Regions from separate parts of the Mus musculus genome. Here region 1 is linked to region 2. A link is a contact called in public HiChIP or PLAC-seq data. All regions are on one chromosome and are shown on one strand. The core of a region is the stretch at or near the end of the contact, and the rest is flanking DNA. Distances in the headings are between cores, read along the strand shown.

Region 1 (2,700 bases), core at 74-2,573, 95 kb after region 2:
GAGACAGCCTGGACACGATACAAATGGCTGGGGTCATGGCCATGGGCTCCCACAATGCACTGTTTTACCATATGGTCTTTTAAAGTAGACATTTTCTTAGTTTAATTGATATCCTTCCATTCCAACACAATTGCTGAAGGCCACGATTCTCTCAGGCCTCCATTACTGCCAGTCATTTCTTTTATTAAATAAATTTAAATGATATCCATTTACTTATCGCAGTTGCATGTCTGCTTGTTTGCATGCATGGATGCATGTGTGGCATGGCGTGAATAGGGATGTCAGAGACAACTTGCTGGTAGGAGTCAATTCTCTTCTTCCTCTGTGTGAGGCCTGAGGTCAGATTTGGTGGACAGTACCTTTAACTGATGAGACATCTCTCTGGTCCTCCTTCGGTACCATCGTGTGGGTACATGACATCTATGTCCATCAACTGCCAGAAACTCAGGACCAGGTCTGTGACTATAAGACTCTGGAACAATCTTATTGAAACAAAAATGGGTATCTGTCACTACTATATGTATATAACACAAACAAACAATTGATCGTTTGAAGGATTTCTTATTAGGTAATTTGAAGGAAGGTGTATAATTAGAAACAACAGCTATGGAAATAAGAGTGCTTTTCTCTTTCTTATTGACCTAAATTCCATGGAGCATGGCTGTCCACTGAATTTGATGATTTCAAAGATAGCGTGCCCATCAATAACCTATTAATCTGACAATGGCTTGGTAGTCTGTTTGGTTGCCCTTGATTTCCAGGAGGGCTCGCAAAGCTGGATCTGAGAGATAACTGACACTCTCTGCTGCTTTTCTTTGTAAAGCCCGGAACTTCAGGGCTAAGTCCCTGAAGGTCTTTGAGGAATATAAAACACAACCCCTCACATATCACATCCTCTCTTTAAAGAGGAAGTATGCTTGTGTTTCCTCAATAAGATGGCTTTTCCTCTGCTCTCATTTCTTTAGGCTTACTCTTTAGATTTTTTTCCACATTAATTTCACAGTGATAAAGTGAGAGAAAGATCCCTGAATTATTTTTTGATTTAAGAATAAAATATGTAATATTTTACAATTATGGAATGTCTTAAACCTGGAGAAAATCCATATAATATTCTTCATGACTCTATATGCAGAAACCACATAAACTATGAAAAATATGAAATAGCCCCATTATATGCTTTTCTAGAAGCCCAAAGTTTATAAGATGTGGATTAAATGATTTTGACAAGATTTTCTGAAATCTGTCTTTGTCTGTATGTCCACCCATTCCTCCTTCCTTTGCAGTCTTTGTATCTGTCTGTTTGTCTTTCTCACATGCACACACACACACACAGGGTTGGGGGGAGTAGTAGTTTCATGTCACCATTGCTGATGTTTGTCAAGTTCACACAGTGACAGGTAAAAACACTCAACACTATTTACCCATTCTGTCTTCAACCTACAAATGTGCCAACTCTTGTTAAATGTGAAGCCACACAGTTGAATTGCTTTTTAAGAACATAAAAATATTTGATAATGAAAGCATAAGCTCCGATGAGAAAATTCACAGTTTTTGTTTCAAGTGGTTACTCTAACTATAGAGAAGTTCTTTGAGGTTCACCGTCTCTGGTTAATTTTGCTGTATGATTTTTTCCTTTAATTTTTAATGCTGCACATTTTTTTTATTTATGATGTCACTTTTAAACAAAATTATTCACTTTACATCCCACTCACTGCCTCCCAGTTGATTTTTAATTAACATAGTAAGTGCAGGACTAGAATTTCACTAATACATCACCCGCTGACCACTATACTACCGCCTTGCCTGCTTTGGTACTTGTTGACATTTGCAAGAGCTGGCCTCCTTTCATCCAGCCCTCTGTGGCTTTCTGTTCCCCATTTCCAGGTCTTCAAGCATACTAAATTGTGCTTCTTTGACTTGCTTTGGGACTTTGCATTATGTTTCCTCAGAGAGGCAGAAGAAATAGTGAAGACAGCCACTCTTTCCAACGTGTATTTACCTTCACTATATTGGTACTTCACATTACAGTTGCGATTTCTGCGTATTTGCTTTCTTGGTTTTTTTTTTTGTTTTGTTTTTTTTTCTTTTTTTCCCATTTTTTATTAGGTATTTAGCTCATTTACATTTCCAATGTTATACCAAAAGTCCCCCATACCCACCCACCCCCACTCCCCTACCCACCCACTCCCCCTTTTTGGCCCTGGCGTTCCCCTGTACTGGGGCATATAAAGTTAGCACCCATCCTTCTATCTCCTCTACTCTTCTGTAAGTTCCAGGAGTCAAAGAAACCATGCAGACTTTGTTTTGGCCAATCAATTAAACCAATCAATTTTATTAAATGGGTGAAAACAGCCCAGCACAATGTCTAGCACATTAGATTTAGCAACACTGCAGTCATTGTCTCCATCCCTCTGGCTCTCCACCGCCCTGCCTTTCTAGTTGAGGTAGACCATAGGACATTTTATTTTCAGTTACAAGGGACCATGATATGATGCTTCCTCAGAATTGAAAACCCAGAGAACTAAGATTTCTCCCCAAGAGTTAGTTTCTCACGATAATGCCAAGAATCATAGTCAAGGTGGACAAATTATTTTAAACAGGTTGTATGCAGATGAACCCAGTTGCAAACTGACTGGTGCAATATTTCTCAAAAACTGTGACAGCTCTGAAGAACCACAGTGTATTCACAGATAGGAAGTT
Region 2 (2,700 bases), core at 141-2,640:
AGCAACACTCCTCTCCCAGAAAGCACTGACTGCCAATTCCTGCATTTGCTTAATGACCATTTTAGTGCATCATTTCTATTATAAGAGAAAGCCTTATACTGGGTAACAGGAATGTCTCTGAAAGCTAGATGCTCAAGACAGTTACTAGGATTCAGTATGGTGAAGGACTGGCCTTATTTTTTCCTCAAGCAATAGAAGGGGAGAATGTCAAATAGTTGCCTCTAGCCCCCTTTCTAATGGGACCATTAGTTCTGATCACCAGGAGGTCTTATTCTCATGTTCCCAAAAGACCTTCCTTAAACCCATCATGTTGGTAGTTAAGTTTCACTGTATGAAACTAGATAGGACCCATACAGACAACAGCAATGGCTAGACATTTGTCTTAAAAACCTATCATAAAGACAGAAGTACATGGACTGCAGTCACACCCATGTGAGCTCTCAGGCCTACTATGATAGGAAGAAGAAGTCATGATTAGCTATAGTCATCCTTTCTTTTAATAAACGCCTTCGGCCTCTCTCTATGGGCCATTAACTCTAGATGCTGGGATACAGCAGCCTACAAAACAGAGAGAAATCCCTTCTCTGCTGGATTTTATGTCATACTAAGAAGAGACAGATGGTAAACAAATGTCTATCACTCTAGAAAAGAGCTATAGAGAAAAGCAAGGGAAGGAGGGAGGCAGGGCATCTGTGGCAGGGTGAAGTTTCATATTTAAATTGGCAGGCCTGGAAGTCGCCAGTCAGATGCTGTTTAAGCAAAGACCTGAAGAGGTCAGTGAGTGGTCTGATCAAATGGATGGGCCAATTGAATTTTCTCTTTACCAGGACTGTGGGTCATGTATGCCAGCTCTGAGTTCAGACAGAGGAAAAAAAACAAGTCCATTGCAATAATCTTCACATGAGATGGTGGTGGATAGGGTTAGGTTAGTCAAACTGGAGGTGACACATGGCAGAGATGGTGACCTAGCAGATCTGTAACATCTCAAAGGCTGCAGCTGTTCTGCACAAGTTCTGAGGTCAGATTCAGGGCAGGGAACCGGGAAACAAATAAAAACACAGAGAAACCTTGGGAAGGCAGAACGATTCATTAGAGAGTGAAGCCAGAGAAGCAAAGATTATTCAAGCTTATAGGGGTCTGGGTAATGTTCAACACTACAGAGAACTTAGCAGGAATGTGCCCAAGAGGGGTGCACCACATTTGACAGGCAGGAGGCCATCAGTGGCCTCATCAAGGCAGCTTTGGCTGGTTGCTGAAGCTGAACATCTGAAAAATGGAGAAGTACACAGTGAAGATATGGATTGCCCTTTCAGGAAGCCTGATAGATACTGACACAACAGTCAAAGTTGTTATCATAATCCACAGTGAGATGTACATTTCCTCCAGTGATCTGCACATGTGCACAGACAGCATCCTGTACCACCAGAGCTGCTTTGTGACTTAATGAGTTCTCATGTGTATAGTGTATGCCAACATTCTTCATCTCCCTCATATAATATATTTTTAAAAATGCTTGCCAACAACAGATAAATTGATTCTGACTCTATCTCTAATATTGATTTATAATTTCCAACAATTTCATACACAACAGTTGACTAAAGAATTGCCACCTATAAGCTCATACTCAACCAGAAGGGCTGGCATCATATTTTGGACATTATGATCAAACTTTTAGACACATCATCCTTTCTTCATGTGTGGGATTTATACTCTTCGTGGTAGCACAGTTGTACAGAGAGTGGTTAGCATGTGCACGATCATGAGATTTATCTGTAACACAAAGAAAAAAGTAGAAAAAAAAGATTTGCCCTTGATGTACAGTTACAGTCACATTGTGTTCATAAGAAATCATTTCCTGCCAACAAAACGACATGGGTGTCTCCCTGTTTTGATTTTATTCTGTCTCTGTGATGTCTAATATTTGATCTGTAACCTTTGATCTGTGATCAGGCACAGGATAACTGTACTGGGGAGCTTGGTCCTCAGATGAAATATAGAATGGATCTTTCTTGAATAGGAGTTGGCATATATTATGGAAGAATAGACATCAAATACAAAAATGGCATTTAGTGATATATTTTTGAAAGGCAGAAAATCAGCATAAACTAATGAAAGCAATTTCTTCTTGGGCTGAAAGTCTGCATTAATAGAATTGTAAGGATTTTAAAGCAGAATGGACAATAAAATTTAAACAGTGAACAGAGGAAAGTATTGTAAGATCAGATATCAATCTTCTGTGCTACAGGATAGATCTGTCAGGTTTCAGTAGGAAGGTGAAAATAGAGATCTCTGAGGAACAGAGTGGATGCAAGCAGTGCTCCTTTGAGATTGGGTAGTTCCACACAGAGCTAGGTTTGTTGACTGACAATGAGAAGACAAGGGCTTTCTGTTTGGCTTTGGAAGGACCTCTCACCCTGAGCATGTATGATAAAAGAGGTTACTGAAGATTTGGGCTAGTCTGAGTGGGTGTGCTGCTGGGAGATCAGGACTTGGCTATTGATAGGTGAGCAGTTGTCAATTTGCAGATTCAAATCTTGCCTTTTCCTTTTGTTTTAAAGCGAAGGCCACAAATTGGCAACCTACCCAAAACATACAACACTCATAAATTTGTTTTTTTTCCTCCCTAGTATTTTATTCATAATATTTCAGATTTTATTCAACAGTAGCAAAATGCTACAGAAGTTCAATTTTTGTTCTTTG

What was found. HiChIP or PLAC-seq counts read pairs in DNA pulled down with a chosen protein or histone mark.
Region 1: a contact with region 2 is called in a CTCF HiChIP or PLAC-seq map of CD8 T cells, with 7 read pairs. The contact joins two enhancer-like sites. A contact is called at or near these places in 1 of 15 datasets of contacts at CTCF or cohesin (CD8 T cells) and 1 of 115 datasets of contacts at active chromatin or transcription factors (CD8 T cells).

What each region holds. Positions count from the first base shown.
Region 1 is chr8:81,585,103-81,587,802 of GRCm38.p6, forward strand. All of the region lies in intron 2 of Inpp4b (inositol polyphosphate-4-phosphatase, type II), which reads left to right. Among named protein-coding and RNA genes, the nearest start is that of Gm51582, 240 kb to the left of the region's middle. Within about 2 kb of position 1,324, at least 9 of the 459 cell types and tissues checked have an H3K27ac peak or open chromatin away from gene starts, as enhancers often do. A contact at or near this core is called in CD8 T cells, where this site is marked.
Region 2 is chr8:81,490,146-81,492,845 of GRCm38.p6, forward strand. All of the region lies in intron 2 of Inpp4b (inositol polyphosphate-4-phosphatase, type II), which reads left to right. Among named protein-coding and RNA genes, the nearest start is that of Gm51582, 150 kb to the left of the region's middle. Within about 2 kb of position 1,391, at least 24 of the 459 cell types and tissues checked have an H3K27ac peak or open chromatin away from gene starts, as enhancers often do. A contact at or near this core is called in CD8 T cells, where this site is marked.